Regions from separate parts of the Capra hircus genome. Here region 1 is linked to region 2. Evidence: chromatin contacts called from public Hi-C data. All regions are on one chromosome and are shown on one strand. Each heading gives the region's core, a stretch centred on a gene start, on an enhancer-like site or on the middle of the called end of the contact. The rest is flanking DNA. Distances are from core to core; before and after follow the strand shown. Region 1 holds the start of CLOCK (circadian locomoter output cycles protein kaput). Region 2 holds the start of SRD5A3 (polyprenol reductase).

Region 1 (3,572 bases), core at 185-2,684, 200 kb before region 2:
AAGCATTCAAAGCCTCTTGTCTAACTGAAATCTTCCTAATCAGTATTAATCTTGCTTCCTCTCTTGCTACCACTGTGAGAATTCATGATGGCAAGTGACAGATAACTTCTCACTGGTTTAAGCAATGAATACATGTTAAGAATTTATTGACTGCTAAGTCGATTCAGTCGTGTCTGACTCTGTGCGACCCCATAGACGGTAGCCCACCAAGCTCCCCCGTCCCTGGGATTCTCCAGGCAAGAACACTGGAGTGGGTTGCCATTTCCTTCTCCAATGCATGAAAGTGAAAAGTGAAAGTGAAGTTGAACTTAACTGAAATTTCCAGAGTTATCTAGTCCACAATGGATTCCATGCATCCAATGTGTCTACAGGCCAAATCTCCATTTTTGAACCTGCTTTATTCCACGTTGCCTTCTTTCTCAGAGTCTGTGAGTAGGAAGATGTGTTCAGGCTTTCATTTTTGCAGACTTAACTTCATTGGAAAAGAGATCAACCTTCTTAGTTAAATCCAAACTAAGGTAGAGGATTAACTCAAATGTGTTTTCCTCTGGAGTCCTGGTCTGAAAGTGAAGAAAGGATAGTTCTCCAAAGGAAATGATCAGAATAGGGAATGAATGCTAAGCAGGAAAAATTGTCTACTAAAATCTTGTCTGCTATATGATGACTCTACCACGCTCTCCCATTCCGGATAGAATCCTCTGGTGAATGATAAGGGATCTGAATAGTTTCTCAATTTCAATCGATGTTCTTTTTCTCTTGAGTACACAGCAAGAATCTAAAGTGTTCACTGAGATGAATGTTACCTTTGAGGGAGGATTTTATAGTCACAACAGTTTTTTTGAAAGAAGAAAAAATGGCTTCTGTTTCAAATTCAAAGAACAATCATTAAAATATGAAAACTACTAGGAATTAGGAGTGTAGACTTTTTCCCAATAATTTTTAGCTACTGAAAGGTGCTTTCCCTTGCGGACCAACTGTCTTAACCATCAAAGAAAGTAATTTCCCCCTAAGATAAGGGGGAAAACATTCACACGTTTTTCTACAAGGGAAGGAAGGTACAAGCTAGGATCCTGGTTTATCTCCCATCTTCCTTAAGGCTAGATAAAAATCTCCAAAGGAGCACGTCCGTTATCTTCTTTGGCCTCGGCCCTCCAGCCAAGGACTCACGTCCGATATCCCCAGGCCCACTCTCCAAAAAGAAGCGACTAAAGCAGTGCACTTCCAGAAGAGAGAGGAGGAGTCTGGAGTGCCAGTCACCTTCACAAACGCCCTCTTCCCGTCCCAGGAGACGAAACGCAAGTGATGCCACTGGATGAGGAGGAAAATTCTTTTCGCCCGCCCGATTTTTTTTTTCCCTGGCATTGGCAAAGTGATTTGGTTTTCGAGAAAGAGAAGGTCCCCCTTTTTGGCTTCGGGATCCCTCGTACAAGAAACTCTCCTCTGTCCTCGCTTCCTGCATCCAGGGTAAAAGTCAAAGCCACCCTGATCTAAAACTCCCGGGACCGGCCGCACCCTCCGCAGCTAACCAGGCCCCGCCTCCCCTGCTTTCCAGTAACCGGTGCGAGGAACGGGGCGCCGGGGGGATCTTGGCTTTCCTGCACGCCCGGCGGCAGCCGCGGATCGCGCAGACGCGTAGACCTAGGGAGCAGGAGTCTCCTCCGGCGCCCGGGATCCCCATCGCAGCTCCGAGCTGCCTAACGGGGCACATCGCATGCGCACCGAGACGCACCGGGGAAAGAGAGAGTGAGGAGGGGAGGGACGAAAGAAAAGCGCCGGCAGTCGGAGCCCGCAGGGGTCACTGACTACGCATGCGCCGGGAGGGAGCGCAATCACAGACTCGTCTTGCGGCTACCGGCTTAAAAAAGGAAACCCCCGAGACCGAGAGCGCGAAGGAAATCTGGCCGCCGACGCGTGCGCGCTCCCGGTGAGTGGCGCCCCGCCGGGTGGGCCTGGGGCCTGACGTCCGCCGGCAGGCTTGCCTGAGCGGCGCATGCGTGGTCCCGGTGCCGGTGGAGGAGGGGAAGGGAAGGGAGGGGGAGGAGTTGAGGGCGGCTGTAGCGGTGAATTTTTGGGGGGTGGGTTGGGGGCGCCACTCAGCCTCAGGTGCTGCTAGAGCTGGGAGCCGCAGCGCCTTCAGGACGCTGCAAGGCTAGTGGTTCCGAGTCGCCGCAGCTGGACTCCAGGGTGGGGGAGGGAAGAAGCCGAAGCCGCCGCAAGCCACACGGTGAGGGCGCCGGGAAGTGGGGGAGCAGGAGGGCGGTGTGTGTGGGGCCGGGGGGCGGCGGCCAGGGGAGGGGCGGGCTGGCGCTGAAGCCCAAGTTTTGCTTATCGCTCGAGAGTGTCTTTTCTCGGGAGTTGGGGTGGAGGCCCGCCCCGTCTGAAGGGCCTTTCGGGACAGCTGGGGTTACCTGCGGGGCAGGGGTGGGATTGGGGTGTGCGGCGGGGTCGGGTGGCCGGAGCGCGCCCTTGGGTTGAGGCCGATTCGAGCGGCAGAGGGGCGGGGAGAGCCGAAGAGCCGGTGCGGAGAGGGCTTTCGCTGGGGACCCGCTAGGCCTTGTGACCCACTTTATTCCTGTCACAACTCGGGCACGTTTGGAGCGGCGCCCAATGGGGCGCCGGGACGGCCAGCTCCTCCGGGGAACCCCCGCCCTCCCGGCACCCGGCCCGCGCGCCGCGGCCCGCAGTCCGAGCGGTGGCCGCCGCCGCCCGTGGGCTGGTTCCGTTAGTGGTCGCGGTTCCGGGGCTGGGTCCCCGGGGAACGCGCTACTCCTCGCGTCCGACTCGAGCCGCTGCGCGGGTTCGAACGCTCCCGGGGCGGCGCCGGTCTTCCTTCTTGAGTCCACCCGCGCCCGCCCTCCCCGGGTCACCGCGGCGGCTGATTCTTATGGAAACCTTTTCGCCTGCGAAGCTGGACTCCAGCTTGTCCTGGCGTGCTGGCCCCGGGAGTGTAATTTCCGATGTGTAGCGCCGCAGAGCTTACATTCTTGAGTGCGTTTTCGCTGGTGTGCAAGTCGTCCTGTTGCTAATAGCAGAATCCTGAAAGGTAAAAACCTCGGCCTCTGACTTGGGGAATGAAAGATCGAATCAGGTGGCGGTTGCTTGCTATTAGAATGCCACACTATACGACTTGAAGGCTTTCTAACCTTAGAAAAGCAACAATAATGTTTTCTTTTACAGTGAAAGAAAAACACTAGAAGGAACTTTTAGTCATTGTTGATTTGGCTGTTACGCTGATGCCCCAATCAAAAAAAGGTAATTTCACTTGAAGTCTACATTCTAATTTGTACCTTTATTTTAAGTGATAAAATAGTGCGACTTTTTCCGTCTACCTGGTTGGAAAATAAACGTTCTAAAAAGGATGTAATTTAAATAATGAGTTGCTTTGTCTGTTTTTAGATCTTGGGGGGAGAAACTTAACTCAGGTGTTAAGTAGTTAACTGTATAGAATGTCATTAAAGTTTAGCCTGAAGAAAGATGAAAGTTGTAGTCATAATCAGCTGTGAAAAAGAATGAGGAAGCTTTGTGTGTAATGACATGGAAAGATCTCCAAAGTATGTTATAAAGTGAAAAAA
Region 2 (3,678 bases), core at 775-3,274:
TCCATTCCAGAATTCTGGAAGAAGAAAAAGGTATAAATTATTTCATAATATAGTAGAAATTACAAGCAGCCCAAAGAGTACCCATTTTGCAATAATGAATAAGGAAAAGGTATAAAATCTGTTTCTTGGCTGCCATATGACCACAGACTGGAGTAGTTAAGAGGTGGGGTATGGGAGCCAAATAAACAGGTAAGTGCAGGAGATGATTTGAAATCTGCCCTTTAATCAGTGACACTAGTATCTTTTTTAAAATTCAGAAAGTAAATTGTTAGAATTCACTCTCAAAACAAGTAATTGTTTTCCTCACTTTGTAACATTAAAAAATTGACAATCTAGGAATGTCCCTGCTCTGAAGTATAAAAGTACTTACTATATTCAAATCCTGATTAAAAATAGGGTTGACAGGACATTTTAGCTTAAAAAGAGCCTCTAAGAAACAGGTTTAATCACAGTGTTTGAAGCATCTACTTCTTCCCAGATGGCGCTAGTGGTCAAGAACTCGCCTGTCAGTGCTGAAGACAGAGACGTGGGTTTGATCCCTGTGTCGGGAAGATCCCCTGGAGAAGGGAATGGCAACCCACTTCCGTATTCTTGCCTGGAGAATCCCCATGGACAGAGCCTGGCGGGCTACAGTCCAAGAGGTCGCAAAAAGTCATACACGACTGAAGTGACTTAACAGGCATATGCTTTTCTTCCCAGGGCCTCATTGCCCAAAATGACCTAGCGGTCGCTTCTCAATGTTATATCTGGCGAGTATTTCTCCAACAGTCAGAAATGGGAAGCCAAGTTTACTTACACCCGTTCCCATCTGCAGACCTGGGGAACAGCCTATTTGACGTTTAAGCGATAATCGAGGTATTTTAGTACACCAGAAACCCTATCACATTTCTCCATACTCCTTTCTGAACGCCAACTTAGGCTGCATCTCCAAAAAAACGCCACTGTTATATACCTACCATCAAGAAGTGTTTGGCCCACTCTTCTCAGTTATGTTCCAAATTTAAAGTGAAAACACATGAAAAAAAACTCCCCGGACTATAATAAGCCTTACAATTTCTTCAACAATTATATTGAAGGCATAAAGATTTAATCTCTCATTTAACTTAGTTATGAAATCTGTTGAGCGATGCGCTTAGGGACCACGCTTGCCTAAACGTGCCACCTTGGGCAACTTTCTTCAGGGGCACCTGCCTTGGTGCGGCTGATGGAGGTGGCGTCTGTTAGTGACCAGCGTCTCACCCTTCGTCCTGACTGTTCACTATGAGGGAGACAAACAGGGTACACGAGAGAAGGGAGGGCCTGCCTTCATTTCTAGTGAGTCTCGGCGACCTCAAGTTAGGTTATGAGTCCCTAGAGTGCAGGACGGCGGAAAGCGAAATTAGGGACAAAGGAGACTTTACCACCTGGGGACCAAGCCTAAATCTGGAAGCGCAGCCATTTCCCCCGAAGGAAAGGCTAAGTTGAGGCCACAAGTTTACGTTCCTGCGCCCCTGGAGGTATGCGTGGCTCAGCTTCCTCGGTGTCTCGGGACACTCCGCCCCTAGGGCCGCAGAGCAGACTCGTGCACTTGCGGGCGGGCGGGCCGGGGTAACGCCGCCTCGGGGAATCGGCCTGGGCTTCCCGGATCTGGTCCGCGCCGGCCCCGTGCCCGCCTCTGCTGCCCCCTGCCGGCAGCTAGAACCAGGCGCCCCCGGCTCTCCTTGACTTGGCAACCAGGACTCGCGCCCGGGCACGATTACCTCTTGGGAACATCAAAGGCCCGGCAGGCGGCCGGGCGCGGCGGCGCCCCTTCCTTGGTTTTTCCGTAGCGGATCAGGTCCTGGAAGAATGCGCAGCCCGGAAGCAGGCCGGGCGGCACGAGCTGCAGCAACAGGGTTAGTAAGAAGGTGGCAGCCAGCGTGAGCCAAAGGGCGCGCAGCGGGTTCAGCGCCGAGACCTCGGTCCCCGCCCACGTAGCCATAGCTGGCGAGCCCAGCAATCTAGCTCTCCCGGCCCCCGGAAGACCGTCTACTCGCGTGCGGCGCGCGGGCTCAGTCAGGCGGGACGTCGGGGCGCAGCGCGGGGCGGGGACGCGCTCGGCTCCGCCCTGGACACGCCCCCTGGGACGGAGGCCCCGCCCCGCCACCGGGATTTCTGGTTAGGGTCAATTTGGTGGTGCTCGCTGGTAGCAGTAGGTGTACTATGTGAATCAGGGGTGCTTCGGTGGGACCCCAGAGATATGATTCAACAGTATGATTCAAAGCAGCGGAACGAACAAGGCCACATAACTGCAAGTCTTCGCTGCAGCATTGTTTTCATTGGAAATGGAAACAATCCAGAATGTTCCATGTTAAGATATTTAGCTAAATTATGGTACAGTAACACATTGGAATATCATGCAGCCATTAAAATAATTATGGAGACTGTAAAAACACGGAAAGCTTTGTGATAATTGGAACTGTAGGTTAAGTGAAAAAAATCTAAAATGTAAAATGAAGAGCTATGATTGTGAACAACTATATTAATATGAATGTAGATTAAGAAGGCAGGTTACACACAAAAATGAATAGTTGTAGTAGAATGTTAGGAGAAGGCAATGGCACCCCATTCCAGTACTCTTTCCTGGAAAATCCCATGGGCGGAGGAGCCTGGAAGGCTGCAGTCCATGGGGTCGCTGAGGGTCAGACTCAACTAAGCGACTTCACTTTCACTTTTCACTTTCATGCATTGGAGAAGGAAATGGCAACCCACTCCAGTGTTCTTGCCTTGAGAATCCCAAGGCCGGGGGAGCCTGGTGGGCTGCCGTCTATGGGGTCGCACAGAGTCGGACACGACTGAAGTGACAGCAGTAGAATGTTAGAAATGTGTATAATTTAAGTAAAATAGAAAGTAAAGGCAATTGCAAATACAAAAATGAAAGTGGTAAAAATTTAAAAACTGCAGCCCTGTTCCTTCTAGAGTTCCACTCCTTAGAGGCAAAGTTTTTGACTCCATCTGTCATTTCTTATATTTATTTCCATGTAGTGACAGTGCTATTTTTATTGGCTCATCAGTTTTAAACAACATTGTTTTTGGTTAGGACAAATGAAACTTTAAGTTTTTTAGAAAATATTTTATTAAAGCCTTAAATGTGTCAGTTCCAAAAAAATAGCCCTGATAGCTCAGTTGGTAAAGAATCCACCTGCGATGTAGGAGACCCTGGTTTGATTCCTGGGTCGGGAAGATCCGCTGAAGAAGGGATTGGCTACCCACTGCATTATTCTTGGGCTTCCCTTCTGGTTCAGCTGGTAAAGAATCCACCTGCAATGCAGGAGACCTGGGTTTGATTCCTGTGTTGGGAAGATCCCCTGGAAAAGGGAATGGCAACCCACTCCAGTACTCTTGCCTGGGAAATCCCATGGACAGAGGATCCTGGTGGGCTACAGTCCATGGGGGTGGCAAAGTGTCAGACACGACTTAGCAACTAAGCAACAACTGTTACATGACAGGCATCGTTTTGGACACTGAGGACAGAGAGGCTTACAGGATAATGTCCTTGCCTTTTTGGAGCTTCTTTCTTGAGATGGGGTGGCAGGAGAGGGGTGGGAGAGGGGAGTGGCAGCCCACACCGGAGTGTGATACCGCATGTGTGTGTCGAATGAGCATCAGGGAACCGAGTGGGGAGGTTACTGTGTCCTGAACAGTCCTTTGGATTGTTAA

What was found. A called contact is a pair of places that touch in the nucleus more often than the background predicts.
Region 1: a Hi-C map of blood shows a contact between it and region 2, with 2.5 times the contacts expected there. The contact joins the promoter of CLOCK here to the promoter of SRD5A3 in region 2. A contact is called at or near these places in 2 of 5 Hi-C or Micro-C datasets (blood and liver).

What each region holds. Positions count from the first base shown.
Region 1 is chr6:71,546,068-71,549,639 of ARS1.2, reverse strand. CLOCK (circadian locomoter output cycles protein kaput) reads left to right here and starts at 1,434. Exons shown (of 24, transcript XM_018049470.1): 1 at 1,434-1,924; 2 at 3,178-3,252.
Region 2 is chr6:71,349,734-71,353,411 of ARS1.2, reverse strand. It overlaps SRD5A3 (polyprenol reductase), which reads right to left and starts at 2,024. Exons shown (of 5, transcript XM_018049464.1): 1 at 1,740-2,024. The coding sequence starts at 1,960.